2 separate regions of the Ovis aries genome follow, and region 1 is linked to region 2. Evidence: chromatin contacts called from public Hi-C data. All regions are on one chromosome and are shown on one strand. The core of a region is the stretch at or near the end of the contact, and the rest is flanking DNA. Distances in the headings are between cores, read along the strand shown. Region 1 holds the start of VPS18 (VPS18 core subunit of CORVET and HOPS complexes). Region 2 holds the start of RAD51 (RAD51 recombinase).

Region 1 (3,086 bases), core at 373-2,872, 170 kb before region 2:
CGGAGTAGTGTATCCTTGCCGAGGCTCATGCAGAGCTGATTGCAGGAGACGACAAGACTGGTGATGCGCTCGGAAGGGGTAAAGTCAATGCGCTGCTTTGTGAAGATGGGTTCTTCCTTCTCTAGCTGGGCATTCACATATCCTAGGCAAGGAGCAAAGGAAAGGTTAACTATGAAACAGAGGAAGGGCAAGAAGAGGCAGATTGCTCCTCTCCACCTTCTTCTAACATATTCCTACCCCAGGATGTTGGTTAGTGACACTTTAAATATCAATATATCAAGCACTTTACTAATCACCTCTACATTAGTCCTATGCTACATTATAGGTTCCGGGCTCTTCCCACACCTCTGAAAGCAGTAAGGGGTTGATTCTTTGAACTCTTGGGATGCTATTACACCACTATGTACCTGCTCCTGGTGGTAATGAGGGAAAGTTTGAGTGTTCTCCCTTATTAGTCTTTGGCCAAGCAATCCCAGCTCAACTAAAGTCTAGTTCCACTTTCTTCCCTCCTCCCTGCCCATGCAATAATGCTCTCAATGAGTCTCCAGAAGAATGAGGGCAGAGGGATCCCTGAGAAACCCTTCCAATCAGTTGGTTAACAAACTGCTGGTACTTTCTCTCTAGCCTTTACTTTCATTTCTCTATCACTACTCAAAATATTCCTGCACTTCAGATGCCTCTGCCAACTCTGTACTACTTTCTACAAAAACTTCCCCTCACCATCCAGCTGCAAACAGCTCTACCAAAAGCTTAAGATACTTCATTTTCCCCTGTTCAGTGACAGAGTTCCCTCTAGGCTCATCCCTCCTTCCCCTACAACAGTCCCCTTTCACCAGTTCTTTACTCATTCTTTCTCTTACCTCCAGAAGGGGACTGATGGGAAAAACACTGAATCAGATGAAGCCTATTCTCATCTGAACCTATTGTCAGTTTTCCCAACTGCTGCCCTCTAAGCAAGTCACTTCCTTATCTGAGTCCCAGTTCCCTCTTAGAAGGACTCTAGTGGCATGGCCTAGATCACGCGGCTGTGCTTGCTGCTCTTTCAAACTTCGACCATCCACCGCCTGGAGGCCATAAGAACCTGAGGAGAACCAAGGGCCTAAATCCAGACAGCAGGTCCAGGAGGTGAACCCGAGCTCCTGGAGCCACCCGCTCCGCTCCTCCCATGCAGATGCCAGGAGAGCCGAGAGGTGCAGCGGCGCCCTCACTTCCCTTACCCGAGTGGGGGATGCCCACGCTGGGGCAGCCGGGCTGCAAGACGGTCGAGCGGGACAGGGAGTCCTCGTATTCATCCAGGATAGACGCCATGGTGCCCGGCCTCTGGGTCCTCCGTCCCAGGGATTACAACAGGGCTCCCCCCAGGGATCCCCGTCTCCCCGGATTGGAAGCTGCGACTCCCCAGCCTCGACAGGAATCTGACAGATCCTGGCAATCGGCCACCGCCAACTCCTCCTCTTTAAAATCCTGAGAATCTTTTCACTCTCGCCTTATAGAGTGAGAAGATCGGAGAGCCCGCCTCCTTGAATTTGGCGCAGTCCTGCACCCAACTCACGCCCCCAAGAGAGCACCTGTTCCCCCTAGCCGATCTCAGGTGATCCCAACCTCGCCCGAGCAGCTCAGCTGACTCCCGCCCCTGGGACGCACGCCTATAACGTAACTTCCGGGTTCTCAGAGGCCCACGTTTGCTGGCGCAGGAACGTCGCGGAGCCGGCCCTTGGGAGGTGCGGTGAGATCTGCGGTGGGCGGGGCCGGATGGTGGTAGGGGCGGGGTCGGGTGGTGGACGGGCGGGGCTATGGGCCTAGCTGGCGCTCCAGCGGAGGAGTGCTCCGTTCTCTGTTGGGGATAGTCCGAGCTGGTGGCGGTGGTTTAGTCATTAAACCATGTTCGACTCTTGCGACCCCATGGACTGTATGTACCCCGCCAGGCTCCTCTGTCCATGGGATTCTCCAGGCAAGGATACTGGAGTGGGTTGCCATTTCCTTCTCCAGGGGATCTTCCTGACCCAGGGATTGAACCCAGGTCTCCTGCACTTCAGGCAGTTTCTTTACCGATTGAGCTACCAAGGAAGCTCCTAGGTGGTGGATGGGTCCCGCTGAACACAAGCCCCACCCTCCTGGACTCTGCTGCAGTTCTAGACTTTGACACCAGGAGGCAACCCTGGCTTTCTCTGTCGCCTTTCCAGACCCGCCCAGCGCAATCCAGCCTCAGCCTCTGAGAAGGTCCCCAGCATTTTTCACGCCCAGGCTTCCCTCCCGCAGAAGACCACTCAACCTCTGGTCAGCTCCCGCTCGCACGTTTAAAAATAGCCCATTGCCCTAGGTCCCCAGTGAAGGAAAAGACTACCCACTCCAGTACTCTTGCCTGGGGAATTCCATGGACAGAGGAGCCTGGAGGGCTGCAGTCCGTGAGGTAGCAAAGAGTCGGACACGACTAAGCGACTAACACACACAATAGGTCCCCAGGAGAACATTCCTTTCTTCAATCTAAACGTCACCTAAATCCTCCCTTCACACGCACAGGGAGGCAGTCCTGGCCTCTCTTCTCCCACGTCCAGGGAGCCACCCGTTTCCAGAAAGTGGCAGAGATGGTGGCTCGGCCAGCAGGAAGCTAGTCTCGTCTCTGGTTCGCAGTGGCTCCTCCGTGTTGAGCACTTACTCTCTTCCTGGACTTGAGTTAGGTGCTGGGGTCACAGAGATAAGTACAACAACCGTCCTGAAAGATCATAATCCAGAGGGACTATAGACCCATAAATAGGTAGTTAATGCTGATTGTGAGGTGAAAGTCGCTCTTCTACTCTTTGTGACCCCGTGGACTGTAGCCTGTCAGTCTCCTCTGTCCAGGGAATTCTCCAGGCCAGTATACTTGAGTGGGTATAGCTGTTCCTTTCTCCAGGGGATCTTCCCAACCCAGGGATTAAACCCAGGTCTCCTGCATTGCAGGCAGATTCTTTATGGTCTGAGCCATCAGGGAAGCCCTAGTTAATGCTAAAAAAGTAGTTTATGATTTGTTCAGCAGCGCACTCATTCCGCAAATGAGCATGCAAGTGCACGCGCGTGTACACACACACACACAACTCTCTCTTTCT
Region 2 (3,044 bases), core at 277-2,776:
AAAATAGGCAAAAGAGATCTGAACAAGCATGTCACAAGAGAAGATACTCAAATGGTTAATAAATGTATCCACAAATGCTCAATTTCATTAATAATCAGGAAAACTAAAATTAAAACCACAAGATAATAGCTAAAATTTTAAAAGATTAACATTAACTATTAGCAAACGTGTGGAACAACTGAACACTCATTCACCGCTGGTTCGAGTGTATTGGTACTGTATTAAACATGGAAGGTGAAGACAGACAAATACTTTGACCCAGGAATTTTGCCACTCTATTATTATTATTACTATTAACCCACTGAAAAACATATACGTGTGCACTAAACTGTATGCAGGAATTTTCTCAGCCACCTTTGTCCTGAAAGCTAAAAACTAGAAATAATCCTGATATCCATCATTGGTATAATGAATAGGACTACAACAAAGCAACGAGAAAGTATTGCTAAATGCAAAGACACGAACCTACAGACAGAACGTTGAGCAAAGCCAGACACAAAAATAGTCTTTCTTTACATAAAATTCAGAAACAGGCAAAATTAATCAATGGTATTAGTAGTCAACACAGTGGTTACCTCTGGCGAGAAGGGAGAGTATTAGAGAAGGGGGCACAAGGGAGGCTCCCGGGTGATGACAGCATTCTTTCTTGATCTGAGTGGTATATTCATTTTGTAATGACTCATGAAGCTGTACACACTTTTGATCTGTGCATTTTTCTATTTGTATACTACACTTGGCTTATAAGTTTAAGAAAAAACAGCATACGTCACTACAGATCATTACCTAGACATCACGTAAAAGGTCTTCCGCATTAGAAAAAGCAAATTATCTTACTGGTAACTGGAGGTGGGTACTCTGGTAAGCAAAATTTTGTGTAATGGAAAGGGCACTGACCAGAAACCTGGAAACCGTGGTTCTGGCTTAAGAGCTGTGACTCTGTCACTACACGTCTCTGGATCTTGGATTCCTCGCGGACGCCCATTAAGTAGGTGTTGGAAATGAAGGCCTCCCAAGGTTCCTCCCAGCTCTAAACGCTAGAGTGCGCTTCTATTTTCCCCTCAGCGAACTCCGACGGTCGAAGTAGCCCGGACACGTCCCCGCTCCGCCCCGCCATTTCTGAGTTTCTCACTTGGGAGAAACAGAGGGGCCCCTAAGGCTGCGGAGCTGGGGCCCAAATCTGGGTTTAAGCCTGGGACCGGCTTATGCCGGGACTAACCTGGCGGTGGAAGGGGCTTGGTCTCCGTCTCACACTCACCTGGACCTGCCGTGCTTTGCTATTCGCTAGGGCAGGTTGCACACTCCGACTACCGTCTGCTGGACCCGCCCGCGCCCGATCCCGGACGGACTGTAGATCCCCTCGCTTGTGCCCCGCTTCTCTACTCCCTTGCTTCGGCCTTCAGCACAAAACCCAGGCGAGTTTGAGCTTCCAACTGCGCTCCTGCGGCGGGTCTCACCTCCTCTTAGGCCTCGGTCTCAAGCCGCAGCGCGCGCTCTGCCTACAGCTTTCGGAAATCCCGCCAAATCCTATTGGGCAAGGTCACGCCCGCGTCAACGTAACGTCTCCCCACCCTTCTCGGGCCCGCCTTCCAGCCGCCTCGACCACTCGTGAGATCGAGAGTTGGGCTCAAAGAACTTGAGCTTGCAGGATGTTATGGGTTCCCGTCTTCTTTTTCTCCGTTAGGACTAATCCAGAACTTGAGAGTTGCGTTTTTCTCACCCTTTACCAGATCGAGGACTACAACTCCCAAGAGGCTGTGGGCCTCCCGAGACCACATATCCCAGTATGCACCGCGGGCGGGCGACTCAGCTGTAGCTCCTCAGCCCCTCTTGGGAATAGCCAGGCTCTTGGGGACTGGTGGCTTAGACAGTAAAGAATCCGCCTACACTGAGGAAGACCTGGGTTCGATCCCTGGGTCGGGAAGATCCCCTGGAGGAGGGCATGGCAACCCACTCCGGTAATCTTGCCTGGAGAATCCCCATGGACAAAGGAGAGTGGCGGGTTACAGCCCATGGGGTGACAAAGAGTTGGACACGACTGAACGACTAAGCACAGCACTGGGAGCTCTTAATTTGTTTCTTAAGTGTCTAACCTGGGGCATTTGGCCCTTCAGGGTGCGCTGAGCCTCTAACTTAGACCAATTACGGAGTTCAGGCGCTTTCTAGGCTCTTGTAGATGGTGGAGCTGATGCCGCTGAAGTACCTGGGTGAAACTGGAACAGAAAGCTAATGGAGAGAAAGGACGGACTGAACTATTAGTCAAGCTGTGGTACTTTACTGGAAATTTGCAGGACTCTGGATTTTGAGAATGTAAATCTTTTCGTAGTTTATTAAAAGTTGATTCCAGTTTTAAAGGGTGATTAGTGTTTACTGGGCGTAGATGAGATGGAAGACATTATAAGCGAATAGCGCTGTGTGGGTATGGAAATTAACTGTGGTTAAGGAGTACTGTCTGATGAGGGAGGAAAAGTGTCTTACCAGGTGCTGAGAGTTTACGTTTATATTATTTCCATGAAGAGAAGTAGGGAGAAGGAAACGGCAACCCACTTCAGTATTCTTGCCTGGAGAATCCCAGGGACTGAGGAGCCTGGTGGGCTGCCGTCTGTGGGGTCGCACAGAGTCGGACACGACTGAAGCGACTTCGCAGCAGCAGCAGCAGCATGAAGAGTCGTATAAGACCATTATAGAACTTTGATCTTTATTCTTTAGGTAATGGGTACATCTGAAAGTTTTTAATCCAATGAATCTCATGCTTTATACCTGTTTTTTGTTCCACACCACTTTATGTTTGTGGAGTGCTTTAAAATTCATGAACTTTTTATTTAATCCTCACATGGTTACCCTGTGGCATTGAAGGACAGATTTCAGGATAGAGTAAAAACAATAGAAACTGTTATGAAGTGCTTGAAATATTTCAGGCAAGAGATTGTCGATTTAAAAAATAGTCACAACCTAAAGGTTGAGAGTTGTTTTATTTGGTGGGAATTTTTAGGACTTAACCCCAGGAGGCAGCATCTCAAGTAGCCTTGAGAGAACTGCTCCGAGGA

The links. Hi-C and Micro-C count contacts between places; a contact is called where the count stands out from the background.
Region 1: a Hi-C map of liver shows a contact between it and region 2, with 3 times the contacts expected there. The contact joins the promoter of VPS18 here to the promoter of RAD51 in region 2. A contact is called at or near these places in 4 of 16 Hi-C or Micro-C datasets (hypothalamus, liver, mixed tissues and 1 more).

What each region holds. Positions count from the first base shown.
Region 1 is chr7:34,632,017-34,635,102 of ARS-UI_Ramb_v3.0, reverse strand. VPS18 (VPS18 core subunit of CORVET and HOPS complexes) reads right to left here and starts at 1,622. Exons shown (of 5, transcript XM_004010456.6): 1 at 1,218-1,622; 2 at 1-142. The coding sequence starts at 1,308.
Region 2 is chr7:34,459,503-34,462,546 of ARS-UI_Ramb_v3.0, reverse strand. It overlaps RAD51 (RAD51 recombinase), which reads right to left and starts at 1,526. Exons shown (of 10, transcript XM_042252290.2): 1 at 1,256-1,526.